Regions from separate parts of the Mus musculus genome. Here region 2 is linked to region 1. The links are chromatin contacts, called in public HiChIP or PLAC-seq maps. All regions are on one chromosome and are shown on one strand. Each heading gives the region's core, a stretch centred on a gene start, on an enhancer-like site or on the middle of the called end of the contact. The rest is flanking DNA. Distances are from core to core; before and after follow the strand shown. Region 1 overlaps Cacna1c (calcium channel, voltage-dependent, L type, alpha 1C subunit). Region 2 overlaps Cacna1c (calcium channel, voltage-dependent, L type, alpha 1C subunit).

Region 1 (6,733 bases), core at 1,471-3,970:
GCTTGTGGCCTCATGGTGGTTCTCAAAACCCTTTTGGCTTTTGGGCCATCTCAGGTCTCCAGAGTTTGTATTACAGATGCTCAACCTGTATATCTGATCCCTATCCTTGGCAGGGCTGATACTTGCTGTCTCAATAAACCCATAAGTTGAATAGTGTAACTCCTTCAACACAGCCCACAGACAGCATTGCATTGCCCATTGTACAGATGAGAAACTGAGACTTAGTCTGGGGGTTGGGGGAAGGAACCAGAATGAATGTTTAGCTCTGGTCTGGGCTTGAGGCTAAGTCCAGGGGAAGAAACTAAACCATAAAAGGGGACACCCATTGTCCTGGAACTCTTTTGTCCAGGGTCTGTAGAGAATGCTTGGAGCCCGTTTTCCCTCTCCCACTGAGGAGGAGGAGTAGGAGAGGGAGGAAGGAGAAGGGGGCGAGAATGTCTCTAACTTTGGGATTCTTGCAGTGTGACTTGTTTAAGAGCACTGCCTACTTTGTGACCAGGAGGAAATCTCATCCTATGGCTGCCCTGCTTCTCTGGCAGACTATTCCTTTGGTCTCAGATCACTGCCATATATCTGACACGGTTCAGGTTTATTGCATGTAAAGTGATGAGAGGGTTTTTTAAAGATAGGAGGTTTGTGCCCTCTCACATCATTGATGGGTAAAAAGGAGCAGGTTTTTAGGATCTTTGGGTCTCTGCTGGAATGGTAACGATATGGGCCTCCATTTTTGAACAGCGTATGTGTTTTCTAAGGACCCGTTTGTTTTCCTCTGTCACTGAACCTTGATATGCTCCAAAATTTCTCAATCATATGGTTTCTGGAGAGGGAGATGCTGGGAAGGGGTTGACTTGCTTCCTCTGAAGAGTCAGCTTTCAAGGATATGGCTGGGGTGAACAGAGGCAGAGCCAAAAGCAGGCTGAGAAGCCTGGGGTTCTGGCAGGGTTCATATTCCTAGGATCAAAGCTCAGAGCTCTTGATTGATGCTGATCCTCTCATAGGTGGCCCCAGCAGCCTTGGTTCCAGAGGATGTGTGGCTTCCTATCCTACACTTTGAGTGGCTGCATAGAAGATGCCCCTGGGCAGTCTGGGGAATGTAGGAGACCTTGTGTTTGAAGGGGGATTATCAAGGGAACACTCATGGAGTCTGTTGTCTTGGGAGGGTTCCACCATGGCCTCTCTTCCTGTGAGTGTCCTGGGTAGTGGGCCAGTAGAGTTGTGGGCAGCTAGGGAAGGCTGCAGTGAGGACTTCCAGGGCTGGAGGTTGCTAGGCAGTGAGGAGGTTTCCCAGGGAGATTGTGGATAGAAACACCATCTGCTAAAGATGATTTAGTTCCGGAAGAGGCAAGGGAAAGAACGGAATGGTCCTTGCTGTCCCACTCAATCTTACACTGCACATTCGTGCTGAGTATTCTGGCCAAACTTCAGCTAGGCAGATCTGAGGGTCCTGTAAATAAATGGTCTAGGTGTTCCAGCCCTAGCCTTCTCTTGGCTGTCCTGGTGGCATGTGCTGAAAGCTCCTGTGTTGAGCAAGGGCGATAGATATATGACTAATCACTTAGGCTTTATCGAAACACCAACAGTTGCAAAATGCCTCCACCTCTACACAGGGAAGGGTGAACAATGAGAAAAATGACTTCAATACAAGAAACACATTCTGTGGAGGGTGAATCCAAAAATCAGGGAGGGAACAGTGGGGATCAGGATGTCATGTACAGACTGGCTGAAACAAATCAGCTAGACTAGCTCTGCCCCATGCTACCATCCACATGGGAACCTTAGGAGTCAGTAGGCTGCTGGTGGCCCCGTGCCAGTGAAGTCCCTGGCTTTGACTGCGGGGAGAGCAGTTCTGAGTGCCTGGTTTCTGGATCTGGAAACACACTCAGCCCTCTAGGACAGAGGATGTTGGGCAGATATTTTGAGATGTGGTGTCTTTTTAGGAGATGGTCAGTCACCCGGTACTTCCCTACCTAGACTCCTAGCTAAACGTCATACTGAACATCTGCATCTAGTGTCCAATTGGTGTCACAAGAAGATGCATTATCTATGCAGCTGAGGAATCAAAGGGCATCTTTGCAGAGAATAAAGAAAGCAAAGACGACAGGAGGTGCCATTTTGCACGGACATCATTACCATCCCAAGGTCCAAAGGCACAAGGACAGAAAACCATGCTTCTGGTATTTTATGAGAACAGGATAAGAAGGAGGGACCATAAGGTGAAAACTTTGGTTGTTGTTCAGAACTTAACACCAAATTAGTGCGTGTCATGTTCAGTATAGCTTCTCATTGCTCAAACAGAATCCAGAGTATCGAGGGACCACACCAATGTTGATAGACCACAGACCAAGGAGGGGAAAAGAGGCAAGTGCGTGCTAGGCTGGCAAGATTGTGTTGATTTAATCTAAACCCCTCTAGAAAGTGCATCCTGAGATGGAGTGCTCCCCACTTCCAAATTATTCTGTTTTCAGGCTTTCCCTGTGTGCTTGCAAAACATACTGAACAAATCATCCGGGCCTCAGAAAAGTCTTCATGGCATTAGTTCTCTGAGACCACAGCCTTCTGAGGGCAGAGACAGAGCCACTTACTGCCCGCTATTGTGAGGGACCTTAACCCCCTCTCCCCCCCCTCCATCAGCTTCTGCGGTGCTCAGAGATCTCAGGGCCTGTGACCTCCTTGAAAGCCCTCAGGCTGGCTTATTGGCACAGCTGGCGGTCTTGTCACATGACCTGAGTCTCTGGTGAGAGAATAGGAGAGACCGTGAGGAAATGAGGGAGGAACACTCAAGGCTGATGAAGGGCTTTATACAGGAAGTCATAGTCCTGAAGGACCCGAGGCTGAGGACTGTGGGAGCAGGGGCAGCTGGCACATCGCTGGACTTTCCTTGGGCTAAGGAGAGCCATGGATCTGCAGGATCAGGCAGGGCTCCTCATCTCCTAAGGCCTTTCATCCTGGTGCCATGGTGTCTCTTGTCGTCAACTGCAGATCTGCAGGTGTTCTTCCCCTTCCCCCACCAGGAAGTCCCAGTCCACTCAAGAAGAGCAGGTGACATCGTTAGCATGCTTGAGAGACTGGCATTGCCAGCGAGTGGGGGTTGCTGGCAGAGTGAGAACCAGATGCTTGCTTGGTGGCTTACTGCTCACTCTCCAGGCGCTGGGCCCCATGTTCAGGACAGACTCTGTGCTTTTGTCCATCCCTTCCTCTTCCAGCAGGACCAGAAGAGGGACATGTGTTTACCATGTTGCTCTCAACAGATCATGTCAGGGGAAGAACACTCCTTAAGAAGGAAATCTCCTAAGAGAAGTGTCAGCCCGGAGCAGCCACTTCATAGTGTAATTTATTCAACATCTAAGACCTTTGGTTTCTCAGCCTCCAGGTAGGGAGAGGAGGAGTATCTGCAGGAGGGAGCAGGTGGAGAGTTCAATGATCTTCAGTGGCAGGTACTGAGGACCTGTGCTTCTTCAAGAAATGTCTTGGGGAAGCATCCCCACAGGTTGCTGGAGACATGGGATGCTGGTGGGGCCACCAAGGCAGCAAACAACCTCCAAGTATTAAGTTGCTTCCTATGTAGCTTTCTTCTTCGTGGCACTGGGTCATCATTCTATAGACCCTATTCTAAGCTGCCCCCCAACCTGATGAACTGAGGACCTGCGGCATCCGTTCAGAAGTCAGGAGCATGTCTGAGAAGTTTCAACAAGGACACCCAGGATGCTTCATCTGTCACTTGGGCAGTAGTCTCAAGGATCCATAAGTTGGTGGCCTCTCAGTTCAGCTTTGCAAGGGTAACAATAGCTATGATGTCTAACAGTAAACCCTACCAGTTACAGATACTGTTTGTACATTATTCTAATGCTCCTGATGACTGTCCACCACTGATATTTGCCTATTTTCTCTTTGATAAGGAGACAGGATTATATAACTCTGGGACCTTGCCCAAGGCCACCTGACTAGGAGCCCATAGAACTAGACCGATTTGACTCTAGGATATACTATTGTAAGCCGTGAAGCCAGTTTCTTTGCAGAGTGAGTGACAGTGGCCATGCTCAACAGATTCCCAGAAGATGGGGGTGGGGAGAATTGCCTGGCACAGTGGCCCCTAGCTGGCATGAGGTACCCTTTCTGGCTGCAGTTCTAAGATTTGGGGATGGGATGAACATCCTTGTCAGTAGACTGACCCCCTAGACCAGCATGCTGGCATGCTTGGCTGGCACCCTCTGCAGTCTTCCTCCAGTGTTCATGGCCTCTTGATGGAGTGACAACTGTGATTCAGCGCTGGCACCCGTGGCAGCAGAGACGTAGTGAAATGGGAGAAAGGATTGTAATTATCTCTTAACACATCTCCACATTGCTCTGCTGTCAGGGCGGTTTTGTTTTCTGATTTATTTTGATCTGCTTAGAAATTAGTTGCTGCAGTGCACTGAGTATGTAATCCATGTCCCGTGAACTCGCAGCCATCAGCTCAACGAAAGCCCAGCAACACATGGCTTTCTTTTCTTGCCTTTCCTTGGTTTCTGTGAGGCTGTGTGTGTCTGTTGACTGTCTTTCTGTCTTTCTGCCATGACTCCTCGTCGTACCTAATGATCTTGTCCGCCAACCTTTCTGGAGGGCTCGTTCCCATAGTGAGCTTACCACCTGAATTGTGTTGCTCTGCTTGTCCTCCTTCACATTCTCAGCCTTCTCTGGTCCTCTCTTGCTGCCTCTGCAGACACCCCTTCTTGCTGTCCACCCCACAGGCAGCTCCCCCACTCTGTTCTGGCATGCCAAGTTTTCCTGGGGAGGTGAGAGCAAACATCTCATCATCCCAGATGGGCACCAGCAACAGGCGAAGTCTGATTCCACCAAGGCTAGCTTGGTGAGAAGAGTGAGCTTATGGGGCTTTCTTGCAAATCACAGGTGACGGGTTAGCTCTGGTGACTCCCAAATAGTACATCACGGCAGAGTCCCAGCCCATCGAGATGAAGACCTCATGGAAGTTGAATTATAGCATCCTGCTTTCAATTAACCTTCAACCTCTGAATTACACTAGCGTCTCTCCAGACCACTTGCCGCTGCTTGAGTGGGTAAAGGCTGGAATTTTAAGTGCATGTCTTGAGACTTTTCCATCTTCCATCTACCAGGGAGTGTCTGTAGTTCCCACTATTACTATAGACCTGGATATAATTGTATTTTTCTCCTCTAGTTGCCATGACTACTAGGACAAAATCCAAGATGGCATCTTATTATGCCCAGAGGAAAAAGTACCACACAGCACAGCCCCACACAGCCCTGGTTTTCACCAAGGATGTGCTGCCACCTCTGTCTGTATTAATGAGAAGCCATGTTCCATGGAGCAGCATGGGGCTGACTCTGACAGCCTCGGCACTGCTGTATCCTGGGATAACTCTCTGAGAAGGTGGCAGTCTCTGACTGTGTTTATTGCTTTTCTAATGATCAGGCCAAGATGAGAAGGAAGCCCACTTGCTGCAGGGAAGTCTCGGTGTAGAGAAGAGAAGTGACCCTGTAGGTGGAGGGGCCCAGTGTTTCCAGAGGTGGCATTTATCACAAACCTTCCTTTGAGGGGTTCACCCCCAATGGATGCTTAGCCAAGCAGAATCTTAGGAGCCAAAGGAAGCTACAGATGGCTACATTCTCAGAGTGGAAACTCAGGCCTGAAGATTTCCATTGAACCATGATTTTCCCTGCCTGTTTGTTCCAGCTACTGAGGCCACCAATATAGCAAATGATGCCACCCAAGTCTAGCAATGGGTTCTTACTTACAGGGGCATGGGTAGCTTGATGCCAAACTGCACTACTGAGCAATTTCAGGGCAGCAACATTTCTGAAGAGACCCATTCCAGCACCTGCTTACCTCTGATTACCTCAGATGAGGATGTTGGGCTCCTGAGGATGTTGGTGGCCTGTGAGCCTCTCCTTCATGGGCATGCCAATGGGCCGTGTCTACTGGATGTCTCATTCTCCTATATGATGGCAATGGTCAAGTCCAATCAAGAGGTAATACACTCTGCTTTCCTTCTGGTAAGACCTTCAGCAGTGCAGTAAATACCTTGGATCAAGTGCATGGGGAAGAGATGGTGACCCAGACCTCACCTGCTGTACTTCTCCTGATTACTCAGGACAACCCTTAGGCATCTGTCTAGGATTCTGAGAGGGATGTGGTGAGAAGACATTGTGGCCAGGGCAGGTGAGTCGATGCGTCCATCCGGAAGCACACACTTACTTGGCAGAGAGCAGTTCTGTGAAGGATGGGGCTCCCAACAGAATTGTTGCCGATTGGGGAACTATTCGGAGAGACAAGAAATATAGCATAAGCTTAGCTTAAGTATACAGGAGCGGGAACAGGGATGATGCAAGGGTTGTGTGGAAACTAGGTGCTCTAATCAGAACACCGAAGACCACAGGGACCAGTGAAAATCTCTAAATGTGGCTCTTCAGTGAAATCATGTAGAGTCTTCAAACCCTAACACCTCTGTATGGCTTAAGTTTCAACACATCGCAAGTTACTGGAAAACTCTGCTGTCAGGTACTATGCCTAGTACCTAGAGTGCTTGCACACAGTAAATCAATCAAATACATATACATATACATATACATATACATATACATATACATATACATATACATATACATATACATATACATATACATGGACACACATATTTGCAGAATGAATGCAAGTTAGAAAGGCAACAACACAGTTCAAGAGGTTTCAGAAGTGGGCTTATAGAGATAGACTAGGTCT
Region 2 (6,733 bases), core at 1,584-4,083, 130 kb before region 1:
TGATGCCGTGTCTCCTGCCTTACATTTGTCAGCTTGTAGAACTGAAAAGGCATTCCCTCATCAGTCACCTCTGTCTGGTCTCAGTGCGGGCCAGCTCCAGGAGAGGTGCCAGAGTGGAAGAGTGGTTGTACTGTGGTCTACCCTGCAGATGGTATTGGGCAAGACTTAAGCCGAGGCTCTGACATCTGGTATTGAATGGCACTTGCGATGTATTTAGGCAGGTGTCTGGTTTGACTCAGTTGTGAAGGCCTGTTTGTGCATCCGCATGTATGATTTATTTGATATTTGAAAGTAATTTATAATCAAGATTCTTTGAATCCTTCTCTGGGCCTGCGTCATTGCTTCCTGGAAGTGTTTGTGGAGGGCGTGGGGTCCCTTCAGTACTGGTTTATACTCTCTTGTTATTCCTGCTGGAAGGACCCTTGGGTGTCTTAGACCACAAAGTCTACCTCCTTATTGAGTTATATGTGCTATTGGGCTACTCCAGAGTGTTGGTGAAGGCTACTAACAGGAGCTTTGATGGTCTCAAAAGCAACTGGAGAGTCTGCCCAGCATGGGTGATGGCTTTCCCAAAGCTGCACAGATGGATGGATGCCGTCACATTTGTTGTCCCCAGGCTATTTGCCATAGCCTCTCCCTAAAATCAGATCTGATGAAGATGGAGACAGTTCGATTTAGAGTGTAGGCTGAATAACCCCCAGTAATGAAATCCTGTTATATCTGCCTTGTTTCACGTATCATAATGTTTTCCTTCTTGTTGGAACATGTGTCAGAATACCCTTTCTCCTTAGGGCTGAGGAATATTCCAATGTGGAACACACTTTGACTTTGCTAACCTGTTGATCCATTGGTGAACACTTGTGTTGCTCCCGTCTTCCGTCTCTTGTGAGAAACGCTGCTGTGAACCTTGGTGTGCAAACACCTGTTGGGCCTCTTAATTTTTAATAATTTTGACTCTACGCCCACTAGTGGAATTGCTGGGTCATGTAGTAGTCAAATATTTAATTTTTGAGGAACTGTCATCCTGCTTTGCACGGTGGCTTGTACCATGCCACACTGCTGACAAGACGTGCGCGAGGCTTCCTTCTGCTCTTTTGTATTGTTACCAACACTTGCTACCTTCTAGTGTTAATCGTAGAAATACTGGTTGTGGCGCTGCCTCTCTGGCTTTGTGGACTTCCATGTAACTGTGATGAGGCTGGGATGGACAGAATGAGAGGGAAGAGAAAGAGACCTCCCAGGGTCTTCCTCGCTACCCTTCTCAGATGAATGCCCCTTGGTTGCACTTGGTTCTCATGTGTAGCTTTCAGAAGGTCGTGTGGCCCTATGCACAAGCTAATAGGAGGCAGTGAGCAGAGTAGCTGGATGCAATCTCAGGCTACTTCTGCATTGGAAAGAGTCCACCAAATGTGGGGCAAGTCTGGGCCTAGACAGCTGTATATCGATATGGAGCTTATTTTGCCTGTGGCTTTCTTGCTGTTGCTTTGGTTGCCTTCTGCCTTGTTGTTTGCCTGTTGGTAGGGGCTTTGGGGAGTTAACAAGACAAATAGGCATAATCCCCATTGTAAGTGAAATAAATGTTATACTTTTCACATAGCATTATTAAATGTCCGGGAATATGAAGGAATAAGGAAATGGTGTTTTCTTCTACCTTGGTGAGGATGAGAGGCATCCAGGTGTAAGACTATAGGCCTTCGTGACTCTGTTTCTGTACTTATATTGTTTTTTCAGTGTGTGACTCTGAGGGGTAGCACCCCTCCTCTCTGCCATGCAACCCCAATAGTGGGACAATTTCAGAGCCTTTTCTTGATGGATTCCTTGGAATGGGGGCAACATTTTGTGGGATGTCTCTGTATTTGCAGTTTCCTCTCAGGAACTGACACTTGATCTGGGCATATGGAATGCATCAACTTGAAGATATGGCTACATAAACGGAAGAATGTGCATAAGGAGAATATTTAAAATAATAACACACTTTTCATATTCATGTCTCTTCATTGAAAGAAGGTAGTCTTCCTTTGTGTCCCGAGGCACTCTGTGTGGGGATCTGGAGCAGTTCTTATTAATAGCTATTGCTCTATGGGTAGAACTTCCAGACATGCAATCTCATTAAGTATTCTTGTTCATCCTGCAAAGAATGCGTTGCTAATTCTATTTTTCAGAGCAATTGACTGAGGCCCAGAGAAATGTCTATTTATTTGGTACTTTATAGACTCAGGAGCCTGGGTGTATGTTGTGTGACAAAACTTTCCCTGGGGAGATGCCACACGTACAGCTACTCACCCCAGATAGGGAACGTACAACAGACACAGTACGTGTACCACTAAAGCCTGTTTTCAGCCACCTTTCTATCTTGTTCACCTTCAGGCCACATAGTTTTATTCTGTAGAGTCACTGCTGCAAATGCCTATCTGTGTGTGGCCTTTGTCGAGAGCCTTGGCTTCAGGCAGCACAAAGTCACCAGGAGTTCATGAAGATGGGAATCCCTGCTCCTTTCTGTGATAGCAGGCAGATACTTGCTAGGCAGGCTAGGCCCCCTCTAGAGGAACTTTCAGCAGTGGGACAGGAGTTGGGCACTAGTTTGGCTGTGGTAATTTTGGTGATATCTGTAATTTATAAAACAAAATCAGACTTGTCCTTCCTCACCGAAGAATCAATGTATGACATTTGGGAAATGCAAAACAACCAACCAACCAAACAAACAAACAAAGTGAAAGTGTGAACTCTCAGGTATTCTGTCAGGGTTTTGCCAAGCTGCTGTGACACTGTCCCCAGGTACTAGTTACCCCAAGGACTTCCTGTTTGTCCAGCATGATGTTTGCCCCCGGTCAGAGCCAATTACATCGCTTAACGAGAGAGTCTGCAATGTTGACTTTCAGTAGGCTCACTCTGAGCTCACTGAATTTATGGGTGCTGTCAGCAAGTGGTGTTGTGAACAGCAGAAATGGTGCCTCCCTTGCCTCCATGCTGGGGAAGAAGACGTGGAGGGGTAGTTTACCATCATCATGGTTTGCCCTCAGTGATGGGAGCCGTGATTTAGCTGCATGCATGCAAGAGTTTTCCTCCTTTTATGCCTGCCGATGCTGGCCACCAAAGATAACGTAGCACTATGATTAGTGTCTAGTGGGGAAGGTTAACCTTAGTCTGGAGCAGATGGCTCTTTCCTCAGTAGGACTCTCTCTCTATGGAGGTTCCTTTTCCTCTGTCACCTTCTTGACTTGCCACACTGCAGAGAAGAGGTTTCCGTGCTGGTCTGAGAAGGTGCGGGTGCTGTCAGCAGGGCCACCTTCTGGTTACTGTGGCCGTGGAGAGGCTTGGGTTCTCTACCTGCCTGTCCCCTTGCCTTTGGTGGGTCATCAGAGGAAGGTGCGCTATTTAAGGCAGCAGCTGATCTGCTGAGTTGGTGAGATGCTGCAGATGTCCTTGCCCCTCGCTGCCCCTTATTGGTGGAACAGATGCGACAGCTCTGGGCACGGGACTGCTCTTCGCATCCCTTCTGTTCTGGAAAGGTGAGGAAGAGCTGGAACGCTGCTGGACTGTGTTCAAGCAGCTCAGTTGCTCTGCTCCACGGCAGACACACTCAAGGGAGAAAGCTTTCATGTCGACCGCCCCTCCCAGCCTGAGGGACAATATCAGGTTTCTATCAGCCCATTGAGGAGAATTGTTCCACACTTAGTTTTTTGAGTGTCAGACAGGTAAAGATAGCCGTGGCCTCACTGTCTATCAGAGCTGAGAATCCTTACGCTTTGGTAGGTCTTTTTGCAGGCAGTGGTTAGTTCAAGAAAAGCCGCCCGTCTATCACATCCAGACCCATTCTTGGTCGCTCCCCTTCCCTGCTTAGAAACCAAGTGCTTCCTTATTCTCTTTCTTTCCTCATACCCCAGGCTTCACCGTGTGCTCTGCTCTGAGTGCACAGTAGTACCGCCCAATGTGATACTCTGTGTCTATTTAGATGGAGATTAATTGAAATGAAATAGAAATTAAAATGTGCTTCCTCCATTGTCCCAGAGACGTTTCATGTGCTCTACAGACACATTTGACGGACAGCCACTATATTGGATAGTTCAAAATGACATCCCATTTTCACTACTGTAAATGTGATGATTGGGATGGGGAGTAGTGGCTCATGCCTGTAATCCCAGCATCTGGGCAGCCCGGACAGGAGAATGGCCTTTTGTTTGAGATCATCTTGGGCTATCGAGTGAGTTTGAGGCTCATCCAGGTCTGTAGAGTGAGTCTCTGTCTCAGAAAACAAAAATCCAAACCCAAATAACAACAACAGAGCTGTAGTGCATAGCACGATGCTGTAAGCCGATGTGTCTTGAGCAGCTGTGGTGACTTTAGGAAGAAAGGATACAGGATACAGGAATGGAAGGACGTTAGCTGGAAGAGTTGGGGCAGGAGGCCATAGGTGTCTTGTAGGAATGACATCTGAAGAGCGTTGCAGAACAGGTCAAGGGATCTGCATTTGGTAGGAAGCTGGGGACGTCACAGCCTCCAATGCCCCTGGGGTTAGGAAACTGTTGGCAGGGCCTGGAAGCACTGTACCAGTGAGCAGATTCCTGCCCTGTCTGGTTTTGTTTTGTTTTGTTTTGTTTTGGGTCTTAGTTGTGCAGTCTTAAAGGTGCATTAGGAATTCTGGCTTTCGGACAACTGAGACTGAGGTCTTTGTCTCTGGTAGGAAGGCAGTAGGAAGAAGCTGGAAGAGCATCCATGCCAGTGTCTGCCTGTCACTCCATGCCACAGGGTGACCCTGTAAGGCCTGCTGGATTCATCTGTGGATATGATCCTCTAAGCTGTTGACAGATAGTCTTGGCTGGCTCAAGACCAGGAGACAACAAGGTCCTCTTGCTTTCCAGTCACCAGGTGTGCGCTGGCTCAGGCCAGGACACCTTCAATTTCACTACACTTCTATGGGTCCCTTGTCACCCATGAGGGCTTGATAGATGCAGAATACAGGTAGATGGCTGCAAAGGTTTTTGGTGACCCCTGACCCAAAAGGAGGCCATTGCTGTGCACTTAGGGACTTGAGTGACAAGGACTGCAGCAGGACAGCCATTGCAGCCTTCTCCTTCCTGGGGCAAGCTGCCTTCTGATCTGCCAGTCACTTAGGCATTCTTCAGGAGTCACCAGCTCTATTTCTGGCAGAAGTCACATGACCACAGGAGGAGGCTATGATGTTGAAGTCCATATCTTTTCCATGTCTGTGGCTCATTAGAGATCCCTTTATGTTGCCCAGGGAGCTGAGCATCTTTACCTAAGGGTAGTGTGGAGGAGGGAGGTGGCAAGAATACTGGATCCTACTGGTTAGGTTCTGTGTCCTTGGATAGACAGATATTTTTTTTATATTTCTAATTAATTTATTCTTGCATATATTGCATCTTGACCACAGTTTTCCCCCCTCTTCTCCTCCTGGACACACCCTTCTCACCTTCCCCTTCCCATCCACTCCTCCCCCATTTCCTTTTAGAAAAGGCCAGGCCACCCAGGGATCTCAATCAATTATGGCATCTCAAGTTGTAATAAGACTGGGCACTTCCCTCATAGTAAGGCTGGATGAGGCAACCCAGTGGGAGGAAAAGCGTCTCAAAAGCAAGCAAAGGCATCAGAGACAGCTCCCCACCCCCACTCCCACTGTTGGGAGTTCTACAGAAACACTAAACCACACAAGAACAGCATATCTACAGAGGGCTGAGGTCAGACACAAACAGGTGGCCTGCTTGTTGGTTCAGACTCAGTGAGCCCCTGTGAGTCCAGTTTGCTGATTCTGTGGGTTTTCTTGTGGTGTCCTTGTCCCTTTTAGCTCCTACAATCCTCCCTCCCTTCTTCCATAGGATTCGCTGAGCTCTGCCTAATGTTTGACTCTGGGTCTCTGCATCTGTTACGATCAGTCGCTGAGTGGAGCCTCTGTGGTGGTGATTATTCCAGGCAAAATCATTTCTTTACTTCTTTTTTTTTCCTAGGTGTTTTTGGTTCTATCCTACATCTCTGGGCCATCTGGCCTCTGGTTTCTGGTCCTCCAGGCAGGGTCAGGGATAGGCGTTCTCTCATGGTGTGGGTCTCGAGCTAGACTATCATTGGTTCGCCACACCCACAATTTCTCTGCCACCTGTACTCCAGCATATCTTGCTGGCAGGGCAAAATGTAGTTTGACGGTTTTGTGGTTGGCGTTCCAGTCCCTCCACTGGAAGTCTTGCCTGGTTCTGGGGGATTAGAGGTTTTAAGACAGAGTTGTTTAAAGCCAGATTTAGCCTATGAATAGAAAGCACTAGGGGCTGAGGGAAGAACTTTCTAAGTATTCATAAACTCATGGTAGCTGACAAGAACCGGATCTGTTTGAGGGATGAAAGGAAACCGCGTACAATAATCCCAGCAAAGTTGGCCTGAGCCGGCATGCACAGATTTCAAGAATCATGATGGGAGGTTTGGGTTTGAAAATGATTGATGTAGGAGAATGACAGGGTCTGATTTAGTGTTTGTATTTCCTAAAAGATCATTGTGACTGCCTGTGAGTGAGGCTAGGGTTGGAGCGAGGGAAACCTGGAAATGGGAGAAATCTCAGGGATTCCAGCAGCAGGAAATGAATGGTGGCTTGGACTAGAGTGGTGGCATGGGAGGAGGAAAGAGCTGGTCTCCTTTCTCCCCTCAGAGCTCCGCTCCTGTCCACAGAGTAAGGGGAAGGCCACAGTGCTTACGGTGTAGATAGACAGACTTCACCAGGTAAACGTTTAAT

The links. HiChIP or PLAC-seq counts read pairs in DNA pulled down with a chosen protein or histone mark.
Region 2: a contact with region 1 is called in an H3K4me3 HiChIP or PLAC-seq map of the SCID.adh cell line, with 8 read pairs. The contact joins two enhancer-like sites. A contact is called at or near these places in 2 of 484 Hi-C or Micro-C datasets (the HL-1 cell line and nephron progenitors) and 3 of 115 datasets of contacts at active chromatin or transcription factors (the SCID.adh cell line, astrocytes and vascular smooth muscle cells).

Annotation. Positions count from the first base shown.
Region 1 is chr6:118,930,773-118,937,505 of GRCm38.p6, reverse strand. All of the region lies in intron 3 of Cacna1c (calcium channel, voltage-dependent, L type, alpha 1C subunit), which reads left to right. Among named protein-coding and RNA genes, the nearest start is that of 4931430N09Rik, 54 kb to the right of the region's middle. Within about 2 kb of position 2,720, at least 29 of the 459 cell types and tissues checked have an H3K27ac peak or open chromatin away from gene starts, as enhancers often do. A contact at or near this core is called in the SCID.adh cell line, where this site is marked.
Region 2 is chr6:119,061,256-119,067,988 of GRCm38.p6, reverse strand. The region is part of intron 1 of Cacna1c (calcium channel, voltage-dependent, L type, alpha 1C subunit); the gene reads left to right. Among named protein-coding and RNA genes, the nearest start is that of Cacna1c, 44 kb to the left of the region's middle. Within about 2 kb of position 2,833, at least 4 of the 459 cell types and tissues checked have an H3K27ac peak or open chromatin away from gene starts, as enhancers often do. A contact at or near this core is called in the SCID.adh cell line, where this site is marked.